Regions from separate parts of the Callithrix jacchus genome. Here region 2 is linked to region 1. A link is a contact called in public Hi-C data. All regions are on one chromosome and are shown on one strand. The core of a region is the stretch at or near the end of the contact, and the rest is flanking DNA. Distances in the headings are between cores, read along the strand shown.

Region 1 (7,031 bases), core at 1,025-3,524:
TTACTTAAAATGGGAGGAAGACAGACATACAGGTGGATACTTTTTTCTGATATATTAGATAAAGGCTTTACTATTTTCCCTCCTCTAATGTGGAAACACACACAAACAGGAGCAAAAAAGGGAATACCAAATTCATTTTAAATACATGTATGTACCCAATATATATTATATGTCATCTTACTCTAGGATGTTAGCCTTAAAAAGGAGGAAGCCAAATTGTGCATGCTTTTATATAGATTCTTGCAAAGCTAGATAGTGTATATAAAATTGACAGTAGTAAGTGAAATACCTAATTCCTTTAAAGAAAGAAAACTCCAACAGTTAGGGTAAGAACTTTATTTAAAAAAAAAGACAAGAATGAAAAAAATGCACAATTCAGAATAGTGATGATCATTGCATGGAGGCAGGAAGATGGTTTTTGGTAGAGGCCCATGTGCAGCTTCGCTGGGATTGTGTTTTAGTTAGCTTGGGCTGCTATAGCAAATTACCATATAGATTAGGTAGCTCAAATAACCAACATTTATTTCTCACAGTTCTGAAGGCTGGAAGTCTGAGATCAGGGTGGAAGCACGGTTGGGTGGCCTCTTCCTGGTTATGTCCTCACATGGCTGTTCCCATCATAGAGACTCCAACTTCAAGATTTAATCTAACCTTAATGACCTACCTAAAGGCCCTATGTCTAAATACCATTACATTGGGGATTAGGGTTTTAATACATTAATTTTGGGAGGACACAAACATTTAGTCCATAGGAGATTGGAAATATTCTAATTCATAAATTCAGTGCTGGGTTCATTAGGTATATATTCTTTAATTATGCTTCATAACCCACATTATACATATATGAAACAAAAGTTATATATATAAAACTATGTAACTATATATATAAAACAATAGTTTTATGTATATAACTAACATAAAACAAAAGTTATATATATAAAACTATGTAACATTTGACAAAGCTTTTCTCTATTTAAATGTAGTAAAATATATATATGTAAAATATATATGCATCTGTCAAGTGTTACATCTGTCAAACATTACATATATTTTACATATATGTGCATCTGTCAAATGTTATGTAGTTTTTTTTTTAAAAAGATATTTCCGTAACTAAACATTTCCCAGTCTGAATTTCTTGAAAGCTTTTGCTTAGGTTAAGTTGTGGGAGAAAAACTGAACTTACCCGGTTAGCTATACTATCTCTTAGCTGTCTTTTTACTTTATCCATCTATTTTTTACTTTTTTTTCGAAACACAGTAACACTAGTGGAGAGGTCTTTTCACATTGCCTGACTCTCCTGGTCTGTCCCATAAGGTTCCATGTACTCTGTCCAGAACTCAGCTTATATATCAGAAGATTCTGTCTGGTCTGCTCAGTCAGAGATATAAGTTCTCATTACCTCAGTGTGTGTGTTTGTATCTGTATTTAATGATGTTTGTGCTTGGCTTTGGCTCGGAATTTTGAAATCTTTGCAGAGTTTCCCAATTTGGTGGACAGTTTTAGAAATAAGGATGTCAGTAGGGAAAAAAAAAAGCACAGAAAAATAGTTTCCTCTTTCATCTGTGTCCCACATTATACAAATGTTCACTGAAAACAGCACCAATTTTCTGGGAAAGGTTTTGACTAAGACTTTTCTCACCCTTTACCCCTACTCTTCAATTCATGGTTCCTTCTTATAACGTGGTCATGTGCTTGCCCAAGCCTGGCTTATGAACCGTGCAGAATATTTGTGGGGTTTTGTTTTTTAAGCCCTAAACTGTGCACATGATGCAGTATTTAATTTGGAATGAGCTCTAAGTTTAGTCACATGTGCTTCTTGTGGTGTTTATCTTGGAATCCACAAGTAGGAGGGAAGTATTTTTGCATTTTATACATCTGGACATTGTTCATGGTCCTTCTGTAACTTGGGAATTCTGTGTGGAGCAAAATCCGAAGAAGGGTATTAAAAATAACATGGAGTTATAATGACATCTAATTCAAAACCCTTGAGAATACCCTTCTGATCCCAGCAGAGTTCTTTTTTGAGGTGGTGAACTTTTTCAATTGTGTGTGGTTCACTGCTGGCCTGAGGAGAATGCTGGGATTATAAGGTTACCTGATACCCTTGCATGTAGGCTAATGGGTTTCTAGACATTCTGAAAGTCTGTTGCAGATTTGGCATGGAGGAAGATTTTGCCTTAATTTTGCATGGGGTAAGATAGGTAAAGTGATTTCTACTCCCTGCTGCTATGCCTCTGTCACAAGCATTGTAAGAGACCTGTTAGACTCTCCCTATTGCTCTCTTAAACTTGCCTAATTCCAGCCAGCTTAGAGCTAAAAGTTGACCCTGAGAATGCCTCATGCTCTCTGTCAGAACTGGGGGTTTAGTAAACTTATCCTTCCCCTGATTTCATATAAGAAGTTGTTTTGAACAGGATTGGACATACAGATATAGCACAGTCACTCCTCCTTTTGGCTAGGGGTCTGCTAGAATGGAAGCAGTGGGAAGGGATGTACAGAAACTACTGCTCTTTGAGTGAGTTTGCATATGGACAGTATTGCTTTTTGGCCCCAGCCTAGTTTTCTTTTATTCCCAAGTCTCATCTTTTATGCAGCTGCAGAGAGCAGGCTGGGAAAGCAGAATGAACGCTTCAAACAGATTTGCACTTCAATAAAAGAAAGAGTGATTTCTCTTGTTCAGAGTACAGACCAGTTTGGGTAGAAAACTGTTTGCTTTTTTACTTTCTGGGTAGGGACTCTTTGCTTTTCTCTCTTTAAATGTAGTAAAGAGAGGAAAAGTGAATAAAGTAGTTAGACCTGCTGGTTATAATTCACAGAGAATTTTCAAATGTGTTTAATAAAGTCTCTCGTATAATTATAACAGAAATAAGTAATTGGTGGGGAAAGGTTAAAATCCTGTCGAGGTTTAAGAATCAGTTAAATACGAGGCAGTATGCTTGGATGAGACAACTCAACTAGGAGCTGCTTCTCTTTGCTGATTTCTCTGGCTTTTGGGATTTTCCCCCTTTTACTTTCATAATGCATTCTGCAACTTTCATTATAAAAATCCATCAATGTGTACACTTCTAGCACATAAACACATCCTGGTCCTATTTTGGAAATCACAATGTAGAGAGAATAGCTTGACTTCAGCTGGAGAGAAGTTAATGATAGGAAACCCAAGGATTGATACCAAGATCGTGCTTGTTTAGTGTTTTAATGACTCCAGAAGGAAATGGTGAAATCTGCTGATGACATCAAATTGTTTTTGCTGATCCAAACAAGGATTTCTTGGAAGCTGCTTCAGAGCATTTGGAATAGTAGAAGAATTGAGCAATATGGTGGCAGACACACTGAACTTAAAGTGAAGGTTTATGTGAAGTAGCAGGAGTAACGTCAATGCGTTGAAGTTTCAAAGCCTGCCAAGTCTTCCAAGAAGACTACAGAGTCTTTACAGTTTTATGAAAGGAAGACTTAAGACAGAGAACATTGATATGTATAACAAATGAAAACTATATGGGAATAGTTGCAGTTATAAAATTCAGTGACTTAAAAATATGATGCCCGAGTTTCTTTCTTTTTAAATGTCAGCAGTAGTGTATCCAAATGAATGTTGTTTCTCTCAAAATGGTCGTAGAAGATATATACCCATTTAATGCATACTTCTTTCTTGGTAAGTTCTTTTGTCAGTTTTCTGTGGTGGCAGGTCTTTCTTTTGTAGGCTGTTTTGAATTTTGAAACAGTCAACTGTCATTTAGAGCCGAGTGTGATGAGTAAGATGGGTAGTCAAACTAATAGACTGAAATATATTAAATATAATAAATAAAATGTAAAGTAGTAAAACATATTTTCTTTTATTGCTTTCAAAACAGACTCTAAAGGAAATTACCAATGAGAAATTGCAAAAAATTTTTGTGTACTAGTAGTATTAGATTAGTTCTTGGTTGATACATTTCACAAACATCACTTATTTAGATATGTAAGTTATGAGGCTTGTACTAATACACATTTTCTTATATTGGAGACAAACCATGTTTATAAGTGACCTTTTAAAACTTTTTTCTTTGTGCTCCCTAAATATACACTTAGGGAGGAAGAAGGAGGTTTTGAATTAACTGGAGATTTCCTTAATATGTTGAGTTTTCTGGCTAAAGGTACATCTTTGTAATGAAAAAGACCCTGTGGGTTAAAAAATATGATGGGTACTGTCATAGGCGCCGTGGGCTGGCCATCTTTATCCATCCATTTGTCTATTATTCCTTCCTTCCATCCATCCATCCATCCATCCATCCATCCATCCATCAAATCATTTTTTACCACTGGCTGTGGAGTTGACATCCATTTATTTTAAAAGAACAGTGAATTACAGCTCTTTTCCTCAAGATGCTTGGTTTTATTTGCATGGTGGTATATCCATGTAAAACAAATAAACAGTCTGGGCACAGTGGCTCAGACGCGTATAATCCCAGCACTTTGGGAGGCCGAGGCGAGTGGATCACGAGGTCAAGAGATTGAGACCATCCTGGTCAACAAGGTGAAACCCCGTCTCTACTAAAAATACAAAAATTAACTGGGCATGGTGGTGCGCGCCTGTAGTCCCAGCTACTCCGGAGGCTGAGGCAGGAGAATTGCTTGAACCCAGAAGGCGGAGGTTGCAGTGAGCCAAGATTGTGCCATTGCACTCCAGTCTGGGTAACAACAGTGAAACTCCTGTCTCAAACAAACAAACAAACAACAACCACAAAATAAATAAACAGCAGTCATTTTCACTGATGTGAGTGGAGTAAATGGTTTTGAAGCTTTATCTATGGAATCTTTATTTTGCTTAAGCACTTAGAATACTATTTGACCTACAGTAAGCCCTCAATAAAGGTTTGTTATTATTACTGTACCTCTTTCCTCTAATGTATAGAGGTAAACATGTTGGTTCCTATTATGATACTTGGGTTATAATGAATTCGGGCCCACTTAAGAAGAAAGTGGAAAGAAAGCAGGTAAATTGTTGCTCAGATACTAAATATGGGTGGAGATACAGATATAGGTATAGATAGTGTATATAGGTAGGTATTTACATCTAAGTACATTGTATAAAGTGACAGATTCTAAATTTGCTGCATTTCTTGTTTCTTTTGCTGGATAAAACCAGCAAAAGTGATGTGATCTGAACAGACACAGTAGATGGCACTATAGACTTAGTTTTTAAAGAAAACAGTGCAGGCAGGGGGTGTGGAGGCAGAAGAAAACTAAAGCACATTTTAATAGGCGCTTTTGTACCACCAAGACAATTTCATTTTAGAGTACGTGCCTTTAAGAAGTAAAGATTTTTTTTGTTTGACAGAGCTGAAAAATAATTTTAGGAAAACTAAATCTCCCAATTGCTATGTTTGTGCCAGCTTTGTCACTTGGAAAATATTAGTTGTGTTTTAAGCCACAAATATATAAGGAAGTTATTTTCTTTCAAAACATTGCCTTATTTATGAGGTTTTTTTGGTTTTTGTTTTTTTAGCTGTCTTTGTCTCTGTATTTTAATATTTTTGCTCCTAGCTTTTTTGGCCCTTTATTGTTTTTGTTTTTTGTAAGAATGTGGTTGTAAAGTTAATTTGAACCATATCAATATGACTATAGTGTCATATTTTAAAATTTAGCTATATTTTAACAGGCCTTAAAAATATAGGTTTACATTAAAGAATAATGCAGTGTTTTTGATACTACAGTAGTGTGCTTTGTGTACTTGATCTTATTTAATCTTAGTACTAATTGTATGAATATCATTATTCACTTTTTTAGGTAAATAAACGATCTCAGAGATACTTAGTAACTTGCCAAGCTCATATACCTAGTGGTTGAACTGGTAGTTGCTGCAAGAGTTTGATCAACATATTAAAGTTGTATTTTTTGAGCACTTACTGTGTGTCAGGCAGTTAATCACTGGGCATACCATAGGGAACCAAAGGTGACCTGGACCTTGCCCTTATGAACTTTATAGTTATTAGATACCCAATAGACATTTTTTGAAATCTGCTGGATTAAGTGAGTCAAGAAGATGCAAAGATGAATTTGAGGCATTGTGATTGTTGGATAAGCCAGGGAGCCCTTTCACCAAAAAGAAAGAAAAAATCATATCTACCTTGAATGTATTGCTATATTAAAATATTTTTTTAGTTGTATTCCTTGTAGCCAAGGAAAAAGCAAGACTTGGCTACAGTGAGTGGCTAAACTGTCTTCTAGATAAGAATCAGTAATAGTAAGGAAAATCTGGCTATACTATTATGTCAAAAATTTCCACTGATTAAATGTTATTAAAATATCTAAAGCAAGAAGGTGTTAGTCAGCAGTGGAAGTCTGAGATATTAAAGTGGTTTGTGCACAGTCTAAGACCATGTTACCTTCTAGATGGCTTCTCTAGTGTCGTCTGGTGAGACCTTTTAGAGTACAGCCAGCTTAGTGATACCCCAAATTGCCAACTACTCCTTTCATCTTGGGACATTAAACATTTTTCTTTCAATTGATTTTTCTTCAAAAAGCTTCACTTTATTATTTTCACACACGATACCAAGCTCCTGGGATATTGAAGGGTATGTGATTGGTGAATAAACAGACCAAGAGTTGTTTTTTGCTTGTTTAGTTTTTGCCATAGAGTCTCGCTTTGTCACCCAGGCTGGAGTGCAGTGGCACGATCTCAGCTCCTGGGTTCAAGCAGTGCTTGCGCCTCAGCCTCCTGATTAGCTGGCATGTGCCACCATGCCCAGCTAATTTTTGTATTTTTAGTAGAGATGGCGTTTCACCATGTTGGCCAGGCTGCTCTCGAACTCCTGACCTCAGGTGATCCGCCCGCCTCAGCCTCCCAAAGTGCTGGGATTATAGGCGTGAGCCACTGCCTCTGGCCCACACCAAGAGTTTTAAATTGAGGTCCATGATTGGGTTTTAGTAAGTGTATAGAATGCCTCAAATTATATAAAATTTTATGTGTGTGTACTTATAATTTTTCTGGGAAGAAAGTCCATAGCCTTCACAAGTTTCCCAGTGAGTTTCATAACCCTTAAATGGTT
Region 2 (7,517 bases), core at 23-2,522, 880 kb after region 1:
TTACATTGGTAGATGTGCACTTGCTAAAACTCAGAGGTACAGTTCATATACATATTTCTTCGTATATATTTTACCTCAAAGGGAAAAAAATGGTGATAAATATTGAATCCTGGGCAGTAACTTGCATATGGAACTATGTCAGGGATATGTACCAACTGGTTCCCATCCCTCTCTAGCCTTCTCTCTGCTGCTCCATCTGTGGCACCAGCATGGTTTACTCCCAGGAGTTATGGCTGAGATGGCTGCGAGCTGTGCTTCTTAAACTCCCCCATGCAAACAAATCACCTGAACAGCTTGAAAAGATGCAGATTCTGAGTGGATAGACCTGGGTCGGGGGCTGAGATGCTGTACTTCTAACAAGTGCCCAGGTGCTGCTGCTGCTGGTAAGTCTTCAGCCCACACTTTGAGTAGCAAGGACTTAGAATCTCGCCCTTCTACCTCTTCACCTCTGTTCCCACAAGTTATTTCTTCTCCAGCTTGGATTACTTTCCCCATCCCGTGCACTGGTCTTGGCTGTGCCCATCCATATCCCACCTTTTCTTATCCCTCCTTTTCCAGTAGATCACAACTGATATTAATGATCATGATGAGTAACAACAATAACAATGATTCGTGAGGCCTTACTGCTGCCAGGGACCACACTGCGTGCTTCACAAGCATTACTGTGCTTCATCTTCTTAACAGCCCTCTGAGGCCAATACTAGTATTGCTCCCAGTTTACAGATGAAGAAACCTTAGGGAGGTTAAGTATTTGCTCAAGGTCAGATAGGCTTAGCCAGCTGGATGCTTCCTTTTGCTCTAGTTGCTGACATCCTTATGGTAACTGTGTGTGTGTGTGTGTGTGTGTGTGTGTACTTGTACACTGGCATGTTTTCACTTTCCACTGAGGACACTTCCTGAGGGTATCGACCAAATAATTCTCTTTATCTCTTCCCTTTCTATCTCCCTTCTTTCTCTCTCTCTCTCTTCCCAATTATAGCCTTTGCCGAAGCAAGGCCTCTTCTTCAAAATAGGACACACCCCTCCTAGCCTTATCTGTGACCACAGCACAGGGTGCCACTCTCCTCTCCCACAGGCTAAGGGCATCCCCCATCTTGGAACTCCCTGCTCTTGCCCCATGACCCCCAGCAGCTGCTCTCTCCCCCTGCCCTGGTTCACCTTATCCCTACTCCGATGGCTCCTTCCAGTCTAGTCTCCCCATCCCAGGGCGTCTGGAGTCTGGGCAGTGGCCTGTCCCCCTTGACTTGGAGGAGACCCCTGAAAGCTGCCCAACTCCCACCCCAAACACACCTCAACCACCCCGTTAGATCCCGGTCGCTGCTATTCCCCCCTCGAGCTGCAGGCTCGGTAGGTCAGGGACCAGGCCCGTCTTGTCACGGCTGTGTCACCAGTGCCTGGCATTTAGCCACAGTAGGTAGGCGAGGAAGGGGGTCTCCCAGCCTGGCCTGGGCTGGGCGGAGCGTCTTCAGCACACCTAAGTAATCTTGCACCCATTCGGTCTCTCTGTTACCCTCCAGCCTAAGCCCGGAAGCCCACAGGCTCAGGCTGTTCTCAGACCTAGGATATTTCCCACCCCAAGCCCCAAACCCTATGCTGCAGTTCCCAGCCCTTCCTTCTTCAGCACCCCTTCCTCTTCCCACAGGCTGCTCCGCGGTTTCTCTCTGCCCTCCCCAAGACGGCTCTTGGGAGGGTATGTTACTTTCCCAGACAAGCTCAGAGATGCAATTTCTCCTCCTAAGAGGTTAGGCTAATTGCTCTTCCCAGAAGAAAATCCTCGGAGGTTTTCCTTGTGGTGGACTGGAAGGTTTGAAAATTATATGTTCAGAACAACATCGGGTTACTATATTAAATCCAGTTTCACGGATCGCGGCCATGGGGAGCACAAGCGCCACCTGCTGGCCAACTGCGGAATTCCAAGAGAGGAGGAGACCTGAACACCACGGGCTCAGGACGCACAGTCCCTGGTCACTATTCAAGTGTACCGTCCTACATTTCGCTTTGGTTTTTCTCATTGTTGGAGTATTTTCTTATTGATACATCATAGCTGTACATATATTGGGGGTATATGTGTTTGTTTTTAATTTAATTCGTTTTTTATTCTCTTTCTCCTCCCCTCCGCCCCTCCCCGACCTCTCTTCTTTTGGGACAGGATCTCCCTCTGTGGCCCAAGCTGGTCTCAAACTCCCAGCCTCAAGCACTCCTTCCACTTCCGCCTCCCAGAGTGCTGGGATCACAGGCATGAGCCCCACGCCCAGCCTCAGGTGATATTTTTATTGCATGTATACAACATGTAAAGAGAAAATCAGGACCATTAGAATACACATCACCCCAACCATTTATCTTATAATGTTGGGAACATTATAAGCCTTCTAGCTATTTTGAAATATGCAATGCTATTATTAATTATAATTCACCTGCAGTATTATCAACTACTAGATATTCCCTCTGTGTAGCTGTATGTTTGTACCCATTAGCCAGCCTCTCTCATCTTCCCCAGCCCCCCTTCCCAGCTTCTGTTAACTGTCATTCTCCACTCTAGCTCCATGAGATCCACTTTTGTTTTTAGCTTCCACATGAGTGAAATTATGTGGCATTTGTCTTTCGGTGCCTGGCTTATTTCACGTAATATGTTGATCTCCATTCCATCCATGTTGCTGCAAATGATAGGATTTTTATCATTTTTTTATAGCTGAATAATATTTCATTGTGTATATATGTCACATTTTCTTTCTTTATTCATCCATTGATGGCACTTACATTGATTCCATATCTTGGCCATCATGAATAGTGCTGCAATAAACAGGAGTGCAAATATCTCTTCAATTTACTGATTTCCTTTCTTTTGGATAGATATAGATATATCCATATAAACGATGGTCCATCCATGTGATGGAAAACCCGGCATACCACTGAAAACAATGAGAGAGATCCATACCCACTTATGCAGAGCCATCTTCAAGAAGCAATGTTGAAGCAACATGGTGAGAAAGCACCATGGTGAGTGTCTGGACCGTGGTGATGGTTGTACAACTCTATAAATTTACCTTAAAAATCACTGAGCTAAACTGGGCACAGTGGCTCACGCCTGTAATCCCAGCACTTTGGTAGGCCGAGGCAGGCATATTGCTTAAGCTCAAGAGTTTGAGACCAGCCTGGGAAACATGGTGAAACTCATCTCTACAAAAAATATAAAAATTGGCCAGGCATGGTGGCGCATGGCTGTAGTCCCAGCTACTAGGGAGGCTGAGGTGAGAGGATTGCTTGAACTTGGGAGGTTGAGGCTGCAGTGAGCTGAGGTCATGCCACTACATTTGAGCCTGGGCAACAGAGTGAGACCTCCTCTGTGACCATCTCACACACACATAAAGAGAAAAACAAAAGTCACTGAACTGTACTCTTTAAATGAGGGAATTGTATCGTATGTGAATTATACATTAATAAAATGTTTTTTAAAGACTATAAAAGATATAACTTATTCTCTTCTATAAAACTAAATAAAAATACACATATAGGTTGGTGTGTGCATGGTAACCTTCTGGAAGAATATGTGAGAAACTTAATAGTGATTATTTCTTGGGGAGGGGAGAGGTTTATTACATACACTGTACAATATATATTTTTTTACCATAGCATGTACATTCAGTAATTTTTAATAGTTGCATTTATCCTTTTATAGATTATCCATTACAATAGTTTCCACAGCAGCAATTGACCCAGGAATTTAAATAGAATAAAAAATGCCTTTAATATTTTAACAACTTGAGGAAACGAGGAATTTTTTTCTTCACCAAAAGGCATAGGCTTTATACACAAGGAACTTACCTCCTTATAAATAGAATTTAAAGAAAACATTTCTTCCATGATGATAAGACCTGGAATAAACACACACACAGTGGTGTTTTTTTTTTTACTGCTGATAAAATAATAGCTGTTTGTTATGGAAGTTTTAAAATAGAGAAAAACATTAAAAAGAAGAAAACAACAATCCCCTGTAACCTCACCCAGTTACAGCAACTGCTAACATGTTGGTGTATTTTCAGCCAATTCCTATGTGTACAAAGTTTTCTGGTTTACAGTGTTATTAACCCACTACAAATAATTGTGTATTCTCTTTTTTCCCATCAATTCCCATATCATGCAAACTTTCCCATGTCCTTAAAATATTATTCAAGAACATGATAGTACATCCTATCGTCATTTTCTAATTTATTTAACCAATCTCTCTTGTTAGTTGCTTCCTGAGATTTACTTTATAAATAGTGCTACAGACACCCCTAAACATGTCTTTGTGCACATCTCTAACAGCTTTCCTGGAGTTGCTTCTGGAGCTGGACTATCTTTAATACCAAAGGACAGACATATCTCAATGCTCCGGAAGCAGGTTGCCAATGCCGTCTCCATAAAGGTCATTACCAGTTAGATGGATTGTGGGCCAAGCTGGTCTCAAACTCCCGTACCTCAGGTATAAGAGGTACAGCCAATACTCATGCAATGGAGGCGACATTCTTGGAGTCATAGAAGCAGCAGTCTCTGTAGTCATATTTATTTACTTATATTTTTTGAGACAGATTCTCACTCTGTCACCCAGGCTGGAGTGCAGTGGCACAATTTCAGCTCACTACAACCTCCTTCTCTTGGGCTCAAGCAACTCTCCTGCCTCGGCATCCCGAGTAGCTGGGATTACAGACACCCACCACCACGACCAGCTAATTTTTATATTTTTAGTAGAGACAGGGTTTCGTCATGTTGGCCAGGCTGGTCTCGAACTCCTGACCTCAGGTGATCCACCTGCCTCGGCATCCCAAAGTGCTGGGATTACAGGTGAGAGCCACCACACCTGGCCTGTGTCACATTTATTAAATACAATACCTGCTAAGCTCAAAGCATGCTACTAGGCACTTTATACATATTATTTCACTTCATGCTCACAATGAGACAGGTACTTTCTCCCTTTTACCTATAGAAAACTGAGGCTAGGACACTTGCTTATCGACTGTCTCCCGGAGAGTTAGTGCCAAAGCCAGAGCTGAAAATCAGGTCTGATTCCAAAACCCATCCTCTTCCATTAGCAGGGAGAAAAGAAGGGCTATGGTACATTTGCCAAAGAAAACCACTTTTCTAGTCGTCCAGATGGCACAGTCAGGGTTTCAGAATAAACTGGGAGTCCTTGAATGGATCAATAGGTTTTGAAATGCAAATATAACTCTTTAAACTTTTTATTTTTTAGAGACAGGGTCTCACTTTGTAACTCAGGCTGGAGTGCAGTGTGTAGTTATGGCTCACTGTAGTCTTGACCTCCTGGGCTCCAGGGATCCTCTCACCTCAGCCTCCCAAGTAGCTGGGGCTGCAGGTGCTGCCACACGCCAGGCTGATTTTTATTTTTGGTAGAGGTAAGGTCTCACTACGTTGGCCGGACTAGTCTCAAACTCCTGGCTTCAAGCAGTCCTCTTACTTCAGCCTCCCAAAGTGCTGAGATTGCAGGCATGAGCCACTGCACCCAATCTAAAATGTAAATATAACTTACATACAGGAAAAAAAAAAAAAAAGCAACCCACAACTATCAACCATTTAGCCAGGATATCTCAAAACGACAGCAACAACAAATTTTTGGAAACAAATTTCTGATTCATAGCCATCAGCCTTACTTTAAAAGTGTGGCAAAAAGTAAGTACATTCATGTGTTGTATATTAAAGGAAAATAGAGCCGGGCATGGTGGCTCATGCCTATAATCCCAGCACTTTGGGAAGCTGAGGTAGGAGGGCCACTTGAGGCCAGGAGTTTGAGACCAGCCTGGGAAACATACGAAGATCCCCATCTCTACAGACATTTTTTTGTAGTGGTGGCTTGCATCTATAGTCCCAGCTACTGAGACAAGATGCTCTTTTGAGCCCAAGAGGTCAAGGCTGCAGTGAGCTGTGATCATCACTGCATTCTAGCCTAGGCAACAGAGTGAGACCCTGTCTCAAAACAAAACACAAACAAAATAAAATAAAGGAAAACGCTAGATAGGACAAAACTGATGGGAAAGCCCAAGCACAGGCCATAGCTGGGTGGACAAAAAGTTCAGAGACACCCCCCCGCTCCCGCCATGCTTTAGTGCCTGGGGCACACATGGTCAGGACTGGGGCCCTACCACGGTGGAGGGAGCCTGCTTCATTCTATCCTGACCTCTACAGGTAGTAGCCAGGGGAAGTCAAATAGGCCCACAGGCCTCTGGAGAGCTGGGAGACTCGGGAGGCCAATAGCCGTGGCCCAGAGCTCCCAGAAGCACTCGGGCACCTGAGCCACTGCAGATCCAGACTTTCCCAGGGCCCCACAGGTACAGTGGAAAGCAGCCAGCAGGCTGTCACTCCACTGTTTAGGGACAGGGTGGACTCAGAAAGACTGAGGCTGGAGAAAAGCAGGGGATGGGGTGGTGGGGGACATTGTGGGGCAGAAATTTATATGCTGCAAGATACATATATAGTTTGAAATTTTCTAGTAACATCAAATGAGGAAAAAAACAAGTGAAAAAAATGTTTGTTTGGTTTTTTTGAGGCAGGGTCTCACTCTGTCTGGAGTTCAGACAGAGTGCTGAACTGCAGTGGTGCCATTTTGGCTCACTACAACCTCCGCCTCCTGGTTTCAAGTGATTCTCCTCCCTCCCTAGTAGCTGGGACTACAGGCACACACCACCATGCCTGGCTAATTTTTGTATTTTTAGTAGAGATGGCGGTTTTGCTGTATTGGCTTGCCTGGTCTCGAACTCTTGACCTCAAGTGATCCACCTTTCTTGGCTTCCCAAAGTGCTGAGATTGCAGACGTGAGCTACCACACCTAGCCAGGTGAAATTAAGTTTGAAATATGTTATTCAACACAATATATCAAAGATTTAATTTATTTTACAAATTTATATATATAAACACACTAGTGCAGGTCTAGGCTTTGGCCCAACCAAAGCATCCCTGGAACACGCCCAGCACTGTGTTCCAGTCCCTGCCTCACCTGCACAGCATCACCATGTCTTTCTTACATCCATCAACTGCTCACTACAGGAAAAGCAGCTCATAAGATATACCTGGGATCTCACCAGGCACTTACGAGGCAGGCGATGCTCTCAAATCACCTAGCCTCTGCTAACTCTGTTTCCTCATCTGCAGCAGAGGGAGCCCAAGGGTTGCCCTGCTTCCCTCCCAGGTCCTGGGGTGGAGAGAATTCACCTGGAAAGCTGCCAGCATATAACAGGCCTCATGGCAAGGTAAGGAATGGGCACATTTGTCCTCATGCATGGCCTGTTCACTTTCACTTCCTCCCTTCTAAGAGCAGAGGGCTAGTGGCAGACTCTGCACATCTATTGTTGCTCAGCTCTGCCTGCAGGAACTGCAGAGAAATCGAAAATGCTTTCCTGGGCTGGGTGCAGTGGCTCAGGCCTATAATCCCAGCACTTTGGGAGGTTGAGGCAGGCAGATCACTTGAGGTCAGGTGTTTGAGACCAGCCTGGGCAACATGGCAAAACCCCATCTCTACTAAAAATACA

What was found. Hi-C and Micro-C count contacts between places; a contact is called where the count stands out from the background.
Region 2: a contact with region 1 is called in a Hi-C map of induced pluripotent stem cells, with 4 times the contacts expected there. The contact joins two enhancer-like sites. A contact is called at or near these places in 3 of 3 Hi-C or Micro-C datasets (induced pluripotent stem cells and skeletal muscle).

What each region holds. Positions count from the first base shown.
Region 1 is chr8:102,943,762-102,950,792 of calJac240_pri, forward strand. The region is part of intron 6 of RAD51B (RAD51 paralog B); the gene reads left to right. It also overlaps the pseudogene LOC103795813. Among named protein-coding and RNA genes, the nearest start is that of RAD51B, 110 kb to the left of the region's middle. Within about 2 kb of position 2,275, at least 8 of the 16 cell types and tissues checked have an H3K27ac peak or open chromatin away from gene starts, as enhancers often do.
Region 2 is chr8:103,829,184-103,836,700 of calJac240_pri, forward strand. LOC144577434 (a long non-coding RNA gene) reads left to right here. Exons shown (of 2, transcript XR_013521298.1): 1 at 1-2,261; 2 at 2,851-3,464. Among named protein-coding and RNA genes, the nearest start is that of ZFP36L1, 56 kb to the left of the region's middle. Within about 2 kb of position 1,273, at least 6 of the 16 cell types and tissues checked have an H3K27ac peak or open chromatin away from gene starts, as enhancers often do.